Regions from separate parts of the Mus musculus genome. Here regions 1 and 2 are each linked to region 3. Evidence: chromatin contacts called from public ChIA-PET data. All regions are on one chromosome and are shown on one strand. Each heading gives the region's core, a stretch centred on a gene start, on an enhancer-like site or on the middle of the called end of the contact. The rest is flanking DNA. Distances are from core to core; before and after follow the strand shown. Region 1 overlaps Cdc42se2 (CDC42 small effector 2). Region 2 has its middle 12 kb from the start of Lyrm7os. Region 3 overlaps Rapgef6 (Rap guanine nucleotide exchange factor (GEF) 6).

Region 1 (3,342 bases), core at 621-3,120, 150 kb after region 3:
ATACATAAGCATATACATACACATATGAACAGGCAAACATACACTTTTTTAAGACTCTAAACCAGAATCTGGAAGTTAGCATATGTGTCTTTTTTTTTGTGTTGCTCTGGGGTGATTTGCTTTGTTTTGTTTTGTTGAGAAGGGAGCTCTAGCAGGCCAGGCTAACCACAAACTTGCCATGTAATGTAAATGAAGGAGGCCCTGATCTCCTCCCGAATTTCAACCTCCACCTCCCAGGTGCTAGGATTACAGGGTGGATGTACCACCACTCCAGGATTATTTTGATTTTGTGGAATAGGCTCTCTCTATCTAGTCTAGGCTGGCCTTGAAGTCACTGTGTAGCCCAAGCTAGCCTTGAGTTCACAATCTTCCTGGCCTGGGATTATAGGTATGTACCATCACCCACAGTAGATATACAGCATATCAAAACCACACGGTCATCTGCCGTTTCATGAAACATGGGAGGGCATAAAAAGAACACACTAAAACGAGCTTTTAGTTCCCTATTACAGCCCTGTTAGAGAAATGTTTAAAATTGAGTAATGATAACAACACAAGACTTGAGGCTGGAGAGATGGCTCAGCAGTTAACAGCACTGTTCTTTCTGAGGACTCAAGTTCAACTTCCAACCTCCATGTGGTGGTTCACACCTATCTTAACTCCAGTTCCAGACGATCTGATGCAAAACCCTCATAAACACAAAATAAAACAAATCTTAGAAACAAATACATAATGAAAGCAAACATCTTCCCGCTCTAGTCTGGGTAAGACTTGTTCATTCCTCATGCACAATCTTATTTTTGAGACAGGGTTTCCCTGTGTAGCCTTGGCTGTTCTGGAACTTGATCTGTAGACCAGGAGGGCCTCACACTCAGAGATCCGCCCGTCTCTGCCTGGGACTACTGGTAGTAAAGGGTATGTGCCACCACATCTAGCCTGTTGTACATATTTTTTTTAATATTTTAAAATTTTATTTATTTATTCATTCACTTTACATCCCAATATCAGCCCCCCTCTCCTCCAAGTACCCCTTCACACAGATCCTCTCCCTCCCCTTCTCCTCTGAGCAGAGCCCCCTCCCCAGTATAACCCCCCACACATTCTTTTTAAAAATTACCGCAATATCATTTCAGCAAGATAATAAAGATAAACTGAATTTAAAAAAAAATAAAACATAGCAAGTAGAGATGGTTCAGCAAATAAAGTCCTTGCACAGCATGAGAACCTGAGTGTGACTTCCGAGTACCCAAGGAAAACCGGAAGCCTACAGAAATAGGAGAATCCAAGAAAACTCACCAGCCAACCAACCTGTGAACAAAAGACCCTCCTCCTCTCACCTGTGCATGCATGCTGTGACACACACACACACACACTCCAGCAGTAAGAGAGAAAAATAAAGGTTTTACAGTTCCATCCCCAGGCATACTTCCACCATTCACTACAAACAGGAAACACACTATAAAAGGTTTTTTACTAACACTAGCTTACTTGCAACCGAAAACATTAGGCCTGGAAAAAAAAACAACTTTATATAAACAACAAAATTAATGGTTCATATTTAGATAACACTTCAGAATGTATCAAATCTATGTTGAAATGTTTTGAATCTTACCACCTTCAGAACACCCTGCATGCATGCCTTGTAGAGCAGAAGGATGCTCATGCTCCCAGGTTACGTCCCTTCCTGTACTTCAGGGCTGGACATTTTTTTTTCCAAAAAAGTAACAACCACCACCAAAAGCAATCCCCTACCTTTTCCAGATCTTCCTCTTGTAGTTAATTTATCTGGAACGTAAGCAGGGCTGAGTAAGCAGCTCCTGGGCGTGAGCAGCACTGTGAGGCTTGCAGGCTTCCTGTGCTGATGAGTTTGAGTGCTTAGTGCGCAGGAGGAGGATCACCTTCAGAAGCCACTGTCACCAGCAGCAGCTGTGGCCCCAGATTCAGAGTTCTGACAGCCACCTGCCAGTTTCAACTTCCTGACCCCTAGGACATAACTATGGGCCTATCTTCTTGAATATATTAATTCAAAACTACTTCAATTCTATTCTTCCAGACCACCCATTCCCTTTTGTGTGTGTGTGGGGGGGGGGGTTGCTGAGACAGTCTCACATGGTCCAGGAACTCCTGATCCCCCCCCCCCCCCCCCACACACACACACACACATCTGCTCTACCTTGAGAATGACCCTGAAGCCTGATCCTCCTTATTCAGTAATTCTATCACCACCAACTGTCCTTCTGAAACCGTAAAGTGTTTGTTTCATAGAATAGACTCTGAAAGTTACGTAAGTGTCTTGTGTTTAAACACACATTACTTGTATTTATTCCTTCACCCCATTTTAGAAGTCTAATACATAAGACTTCGTATTATGAATTTAATTTGTAAGGTCAGTATGAAGAATTAAACCTGGCCTGGTGGCAAATGCCCGAAACTTCATCATTCAAAAAACAAGAAAACAAAGTTCTGACAGATGTAATGTGGAATTATTTTATGTATAATGTATGACAATTAATGGACTAATAAAATACTAACACTCCTGTGGTAGTTTGGATAAAAATGGCCCCCACAGGTCCATAGGGAGTGGCAATTACTAGGAGGTGTGTCCCTAGAGTGGGTGTGGCTTTGCTGGAGGAGGTGTGTGACTTTGAGGTCTCAAAAGCTCAAGCCTGTTCACTTCCTGTTGCCTGTGATCAAGGTGTACAATCTTAGCTCCTCCTAGCACCATGTGTGCTTTTCATGATGATGATAATGGACTAAACCTCTGAAACTGCAAGCCAATTCCAGTTAAATATGTTCCTTTATAAGAATTGCCATGGACGTGATGTCTCTTCCCAGCAATAGAAACCCTAACTAAGACAACTCCTAAGACTACAATGATCCGGTTTTTCTAAATTAAATACATTTCTGTTAACATAAAGATGCAATTGCTGTTGTTTTAAAAGTTTCCTTGCCAGCTTGGTGATACAACCATCTGTAAGGCCAGCATCCAGCAGACCGAAGCAGAAAATCAGGAGTTTAAAATCAGTTTAATCTACACTGTTAGACCCTGTTTCAGAAGCCAAAAAAACAAAACAAACAAACAAAAAAGCCACCCTATATAAATAAAATGTTCCTTTTGCTCTGCCAAGTATAGAAATGTTTTAAAACTCAATAACTTTTATCTCCCAGACTACTCACTGGACAGTTGCACATGCGCAATCTTAAATCATGTTACTGCACTGACCACCATTCTCCCTTGAGTTCTCTATAGTGAATCTAAATTGCCAGTGCAATGCTGGAGATGACAAGCACAGGCTTGGATATGGGCGTTTTGTCTCCATGAAGTCTGCACACCAAACGAGG
Region 2 (3,011 bases), core at 202-2,701, 190 kb after region 3:
TAAGAAATGTTTATTATGAAGCCCTTTATTACTGTTTGGTTTTTGAAGCCAGGCTTGGTGGCACTTGCCTTTAATCCCAGTGATAAAGATACAGAGGCAGGTGGATCTCTATGAGTTCCAAGCCATCCAGGGACACATAAGTGAGACCCTATTTCATTTTATTTTTGACAATAAGTCACCAAATCAAATGGAGTAGCTTTGGAATGTGACAGAAAGTAGGAGTCCAATTACCCACTTCTTTTTTTCCCTTTTGTGTATGTGTGTGCATGTATACATACATGTTTGTGTATGTGGGTGTGGCTGCCCGTGCAAGCATGCATGCACAGGCCAGAGGTCAACTCTGAGTGTTGTCCTCATACGTTCTCCACTTTATTTATTTATTTATTTATTTATTTATTTTTGAAACTGGGTCTTTTTGATTGTCTTTGGGTTTCGAGACAGGGTTTCTCTGTGTAGCCCTGGCTGTCCTGGAACTCACTCTGGAGATCAGGCTGGCCTCAAACTCAGAGATCCACCTGCCTCTGCCTCTAGGGTGCTAGGATTAGAGGCGTGCGCCACCACCACCTGGCCTGAGACAGGGTCCTGAACTGAACCTGGAGCAGTATATGTGCGTGCGTGCGTGCGTGCGTGCGTGCGTGCGTGCGTGCGTGCGTGCGTGCGTGCGTGCGTGTGTGCGTGTGTGTGTGTGTGTGCGTGCGCATGTGCGCGCGCGCGCGCCTGTGTGGTGTTGGTAGAGTAAGGCGCTTTCTGAGGCCAGAGGAGATGTCGCATGTCTTGCTGTCCATTCTTTACCTTATGCCCTTGAGGCAGGGTCTCCCATTGAACTTGGAGCTAGACTGGCAGCCAGCAAGCCTCACAGGTCCTCCTGCTCTGACACCCACAGCTCTGGGACTACAGGCATCCATAGCCACACCACTTGTTTTATGTAGGTGCTGAGATTCAAACTCAGGTCTTCATGTTTGCCCAGAAGTGCTCTTACCACAGAGACATCTCCTCAGTCCTTGTTCTAGTTCTGGGCCTGACTTGGTTCTTCCTATGAAGAACTGTGGTTCCGCTAGAGTCATTAATCAAATGATATGTTTTTATGCTTTTGGGAGTGGGCAGAGCAGGGTCTCATGTAGACAACAGTTGCTTTGAATTCACTATGTGGGCTAGTGCTAGTCTAGAATTCCTGGGCCTCCTGCCTCTGCCTGCTAAATGCTGGGATTATAAGTGTGTGTCACCAGGCCAGGCTTTAGGCTTATCTAAAACATAGTTTGACAGCTTTAAAGGCTCATCAGGAAATAGCACTGAGCTCATAAAAAGTAGTTACAGTCACACTAATTTCAGACGAAGAGTTATGGCAGCGAGCGTTCAACATGGCGATGTGGGGCACTTCCTACTGAGGATGGTGGTTACAGAAGGGTTGAATGCAAAGGGGAATATGTCTGGTAGCCTGGCACACGGCCTCACCACAGTCTTCATTACATAAGCAATAACAACCGGCCCCCACATCCTTGTTCACACCCAGATGAGTTAAAGTGAAAGAGGAACCATCATAGCATCTAGATAAAATATTACTCGGGTGGGGGAGGGAATAATTACCTAATTAATACAGGGGAAAAAAAGGGCCAGCAACACGGCTTGCAACATGGCTCAAAGTGCTTGGTGTCTTGCTGCCGTGCCTGATGACCTAAGTTTGAGTCCCAGACTCAAATAGTGTAAGAGAAATCTAACTTCAGCAAGTTGTCTTCTGACCTCTACACATGCATGAATCCTGACATACTACACACACACACACACACACACACACACACACACACACACAGAGTGTTTAGAAAGAAAGAGATTTTGTTTGTCCTGGTAAAAGCTTAAGTCATACGAATTGTACCTCCTGCCTAGAGATGGTGCTGCCCATCCTGGGATGGGTCCTCCAACATCAACAGGAGATTAAGGAAATGCCTCACAGGCATGACCACAGGTCGCTCTGATCTAGGCAATTCCTCTTTTGAGGTTTCTCTCTTCTCAGGTGTCTCGGGGTTTGTGTCAAGCTGAAACTTGTGACACACACTTAAGAACCACAAAGATGCCAAGGTGGTGTGTGCACTTTTAATCCCAGCACGGGAGGCAGAGGCAGACAGATCTCTGAACTTGAGGCCAGCCTGGTCTACATAGTAAGTTCCAGGACAACCAGGGTTACACAGAGAAACAACCACATAGACCACAAATAATAAGGTAAGGAAGGGAGGGAGGGAGGGAATAAGGGAAGGGAGGGAGAAGGGAAGGAAGGAAGGAAGGAAAGAAGGAAGGAAGGAAGGAAGGAAGGAAGGGAGGGAGGGAGGGAGGGAGAAAGGGAAGGAAGGAAAGGAAAAAGACCAGGCAACAAGAAGGTGTAGCTGAGGCAAAGAACTCTTGTTTCAACACTGGGGAGGTCTTGGGTGGATACCCCCAAACTGCAAGATAAAGCAAAATAAGACAAAAAACACATCAGAGAAACCTGTGACCGTGGCTGGAGAGATGGCTCGGCACTTAAGAACACTTGCTGCTCCCGCAGAGGATCTGAGTTCAGTTCCCAGCACACACATCAGGTGGCACACAACCACCTTTAACTCCAGCATCATGGGATCTGATGCCCCTTTTTTGGCCTTCTCGGGTATCTGCACACATGTGCACATACCCACACACAGATAACACTCATGTACACATACATGAAAACAAAATAAATCTTTAAAATGTCCACCTAAGCTAATAACTTCTGTAAGCTCTGGAATAAAGCAAATCTGAAGATGCTCAGGGGCCCCTCTTTGGGAGAAATAGTTGGGTACCTGTTCCCAGACATTGTCTGTCTCCTTTCCTGGCTCTCATGGCTTCTGCAATCTGCTGCATTTGTCCATCCATCCTCACCCCATTAGCTTGTTGCTCTGTTCCCCTAAAGCTGCCATATGCAGTTATGTCCTTAAAGCTACTCTGTAAGCTTTAGGAACAGTGTTTGCTGTCACTTCTGGTGGTTTCCCTGAGTCCCCTTGCTTGTT
Region 3 (3,475 bases), core at 938-3,437:
TGTTAGGAATATCATCTGTTCAGTAGGGGTGTCACTCGGTGATAGATGTTACTTAAAAATGTAGATTTGCAAAAAGGAGCTGGCACAAAATTTTCCTTCAGAAAGGGCTATGATCTGGAGAGAGGAAGGATTCCCACCCCCATGACCATGGTGTATAAAGGAGGCATTATCAAGCCTTAAAATGAAAGAACATTAGACAAGAAAAAAAAAAATATCAGACCATAGGAAGCATTATAGAGCCTGCAGGGAAGAGGAGGGCATTTCTTCAGATCCTGAGCAAAGCTGTAATCAGCTATAACTCCCGTGCTGTAGAGCATGACTGGGTTCCCGAAAGTGAGGAGGGATGCGAGAGAACCTGCACTTGAAATCCAGAGAGAAGGGGAAGGGTGGGGGCGCTGATTCTTTTAGCTTCTCTGATGAACAGGGTAGACAAGCTTCATCCTGCAGCTTGAAGGCAGGCACTAGGCAGCACATAAATGCAGCTTGTAGCTGGGAGAAGTAGAAGAGCTGCACAGTGAGCTTCCTTACCAGGTCTGACCAGAGGCTGAGCTGCTCCGAGCTGTGGCCTCGTTTCTGGAAGAAAAAGGCAGCTAGAGAATTTGTGATCTGACAGTGGAGTGCTTGCCTGGTATGAACAAGGTCCTGGGGTTTAATCTGTAGTATTAATCCTAGGAAAAATACAAATACAAAAAGACACCATCTATGCCCTTGTCCAAGGCTAAGTTACCCACTACCCACATACAGTGCCATTTAATTTAAACTCCTACTTGAAACAAATTGCAAGAATGTGATGGCTTAAATAGTATTCTATTAATGAAATTTCAGTGCTTCGCTCTTACCAAACTACGAATTTCAAGCCTTTCATTTCCCACTACCATCTGCCATCTGGTTCTGTATTCCATTAGTTTCCTACAGCACTTAGAGTCTGCTTCATGGCAAGAGTACATGCTGCTGGACCCTCAGCATGCTTTTTCTTAGCTGTGTTTTTGGTGTTTTGTGTGTATTTATTATCAGAATAAATTTATGCAGATGGGAGTTTATGTTTTTACTGATCTTGTTTCTTTTGCTGAGTCAAGCACTGTGGTACTTAGAAGTAATCTAGAAAAAAATTCAAGGTGAATAATATTTGAAGTAAATACCAGTATTGGTTTCAAGGTAAATGGCAAAATATCTCTGCTAACTAAAATGTTGGTCTGTAAGGCAGAGGAGAGAAATGGACAGGGCTATCCTGGACTGCAGAATTGTGGAAGATTTCATTGCACAAAATTCTCCTCTGACCAAGAAGACAAGATGAGCTTAAAAGCTGAATGGTCCCTGAAAAGGGAACCTGGACATGATGATGCTGAAAGGAAAAGCATTGAAAATATGAAGTGCTGGCTTAACACTTAAACCTCAATTTTAAATGTGGTTTTTATAAGTTTGTATAACATTTTCATTAAACATGTGGCACCTTTTACTGTAGCTTCATGTTTAGTTGCAAACAGGAAAGAGATATTCTCTGATGGTTTATTTGGTGAAGGCCAACTCATCGTAGAGTCAGCTTGTACTCACCGCATTATATGTACAAAGTACATGTGACAGGAAAGGAAAACCAAGAGAGGTTTAATCCTTGTCCTACTAGACCCCTGTGCTTAACCTATTTATCATAATCTTTTTAATGATCTGCCTAGGGCGGGCTCAGTTTGCTAACTATCCTACAAAAGTGAGTCTCCTACCATCTCTTAATATTATCATTCTAATCCTGTGATTATTCTGCTCCTTTTAGTCGACCATTGTCCATCTCTTCCATTTGAGTCTTCATATTTACTCTCTTAACCATGCCAACCACCAGTGTTACTCTGGGCTGGTCTAGAACTCAGGGATTCAGTCTTTCATATGTTGGGATTGTAAGCGTGAGCCACCACATATAGTTAAATTTATTCATCTGTTCATTTTACAGTTAATGAGAATCCTTCTTTTTGCTTTAAAGTACATGTTGGTTACAGAATAGGATATTGTATATGAGATACTATCATAGTCCATTCAAGCTGCTGTTTCAAAAAAAAATGCCGTGCACTGGGTAGCTCACAAACAGTAGAAATTCACTTTTCATGGTTTTAGATGCTGGGAATTCCAAATTACAGTAATGACAAATTTGCTATCCTGTGAAAGATCTCTTTCTGATCTGTAGATGGCACCATCTAGCTATTTCCTCATATGGAAGAAAGGTTGGATGGGCTTCCTCTGGCCTCGTATAGTACTACCCGTGAGGCACTACCCATTCATGAGGATTCTAATAACTTGGTGAGGTTTTAGCTGCTCAGAGGCTCCACCTTCCAGCACCATCATCTTGAAGTTAAGATTTCTTTCTATTAAGAATTTTTAGGGTGTTGGAGAGATGGCTCCATGTAAGAGCACTTGTGATTTTGGCTCCTAGCTCCATATAGCAGCTCACAACCATCAATAACCCCAGTGCAGGGAATTAGATGCCCTTTTCTGACCTCTGTGGACACCAGGCACACATGCAGTTTACTTACAATACATGTAGCCAAAACATTCATATACATATAATGAAAATAGTTATAATTTTTATGGGCTGGAGAGATAGTGCAATGGTTAAGAGTACTGACTACTCTTCCAGAAATCCTGAGTCCAATTTCTAGCACCTACATGGTAGCTCACAGCCATTTTTAATGGTATGTGATTCCCTCTTCTGGTGTTCATGAAGACAGAGCACCACTCATATTCATAAATAAATGAATAACTCTTTTTTAAAAAGTTTTAGGATCTGGGGATATGCCTTGGCTAAAGGAGCCTTGGGTGGCCCTATATTTGATGCCTAGCACTGTTGAAAAGGGAGGAAGATGTATGTAGCCCAGTTAGTAGAGTGCTTACCGTTACCATTAGGTTCAACCTTAGCACTTCATAAACTGAGCATAGGAGCATATACCTATAATCCTAAATGGCAGCAGGAAGATCAGAAGTTTAAAGGCCTTCTTGGCTACAGGTCAAGGCCCATCTGGGCCACATGAAACCCTGTCTCAAAAAGGAAAAGAGGATAATGGTCCAGGCCATAGCAGCAGACTGTTACAAACCATCTTTTCTAGTCTTAAAGGAGCTCATTGTATATTCATTCTGGATTATTAACTACTTAAAAATAAAGAGGAATCCAAAGGCACTATAAATTGTGCATAAAGCAAGACTAAGTTGTCATCTGAGCCCTAATGTGAATTAACAAAGGCCAGAAGATTAATATGCTGGCCCACAGAGAAAATGTGGAAGCAGTTCTGACAGCAGGGAGGCTGTAATTGCAGATACGGCTTTCTTTCCTGCCTGTCTCTAAGGTCGTTTTGTGTCCTATGGCTTACCTGTTTTTTCTCCATTCTTCTCTGTGATCCTGTTGCTGGCACTCTTTCTCTGCCCAGTATGTTGTATTTCTGTTGCTTCATTGCTCTTTCTGGTTCTGCTTCTCTTACTCAAGAGTTCTCCTTCCCAT

The links. ChIA-PET counts read pairs in DNA pulled down with a chosen protein or histone mark.
Region 1: a contact with region 3 is called in an RNA polymerase II ChIA-PET map of memory CD8 T cells, with 93 read pairs. The contact joins two enhancer-like sites. A contact is called at or near these places in 2 of 484 Hi-C or Micro-C datasets (CD8 T cells and bone marrow-derived macrophages), 4 of 115 datasets of contacts at active chromatin or transcription factors (bone marrow-derived macrophages, effector CD8 T cells and memory CD8 T cells) and 3 of 9 other capture datasets (adipose tissue, liver and pancreatic islet).
Region 2: an RNA polymerase II ChIA-PET map of memory CD8 T cells shows a contact between it and region 3, with 185 read pairs. The contact joins two enhancer-like sites. A contact is called at or near these places in 1 of 39 promoter capture datasets (liver), 1 of 484 Hi-C or Micro-C datasets (bone marrow-derived macrophages), 6 of 115 datasets of contacts at active chromatin or transcription factors (bone marrow-derived dendritic cells, bone marrow-derived macrophages, effector CD8 T cells and 2 more) and 2 of 9 other capture datasets (adipose tissue and liver).

What each region holds. Positions count from the first base shown.
Region 1 is chr11:54,762,326-54,765,667 of GRCm38.p6, forward strand. All of the region lies in intron 1 of Cdc42se2 (CDC42 small effector 2), which reads right to left. Among named protein-coding and RNA genes, the nearest start is that of Cdc42se2, 24 kb to the right of the region's middle. Within about 2 kb of position 1,871, at least 57 of the 459 cell types and tissues checked have an H3K27ac peak or open chromatin away from gene starts, as enhancers often do. A contact at or near this core is called in CD8 T cells and memory CD8 T cells, where this site is marked.
Region 2 is chr11:54,806,405-54,809,415 of GRCm38.p6, forward strand. No RefSeq gene overlaps it. Among named protein-coding and RNA genes, the nearest start is that of Lyrm7os, 12 kb to the right of the region's middle. Within about 2 kb of position 1,452, at least 131 of the 459 cell types and tissues checked have an H3K27ac peak or open chromatin away from gene starts, as enhancers often do. A contact at or near this core is called in bone marrow-derived macrophages and memory CD8 T cells, where this site is marked.
Region 3 is chr11:54,615,609-54,619,083 of GRCm38.p6, forward strand. The region is part of intron 7 of Rapgef6 (Rap guanine nucleotide exchange factor (GEF) 6); the gene reads left to right. Among named protein-coding and RNA genes, the nearest start is that of Rapgef6, 95 kb to the left of the region's middle. Within about 2 kb of position 2,188, at least 18 of the 459 cell types and tissues checked have an H3K27ac peak or open chromatin away from gene starts, as enhancers often do. A contact at or near this core is called in CD8 T cells, bone marrow-derived macrophages and memory CD8 T cells, where this site is marked.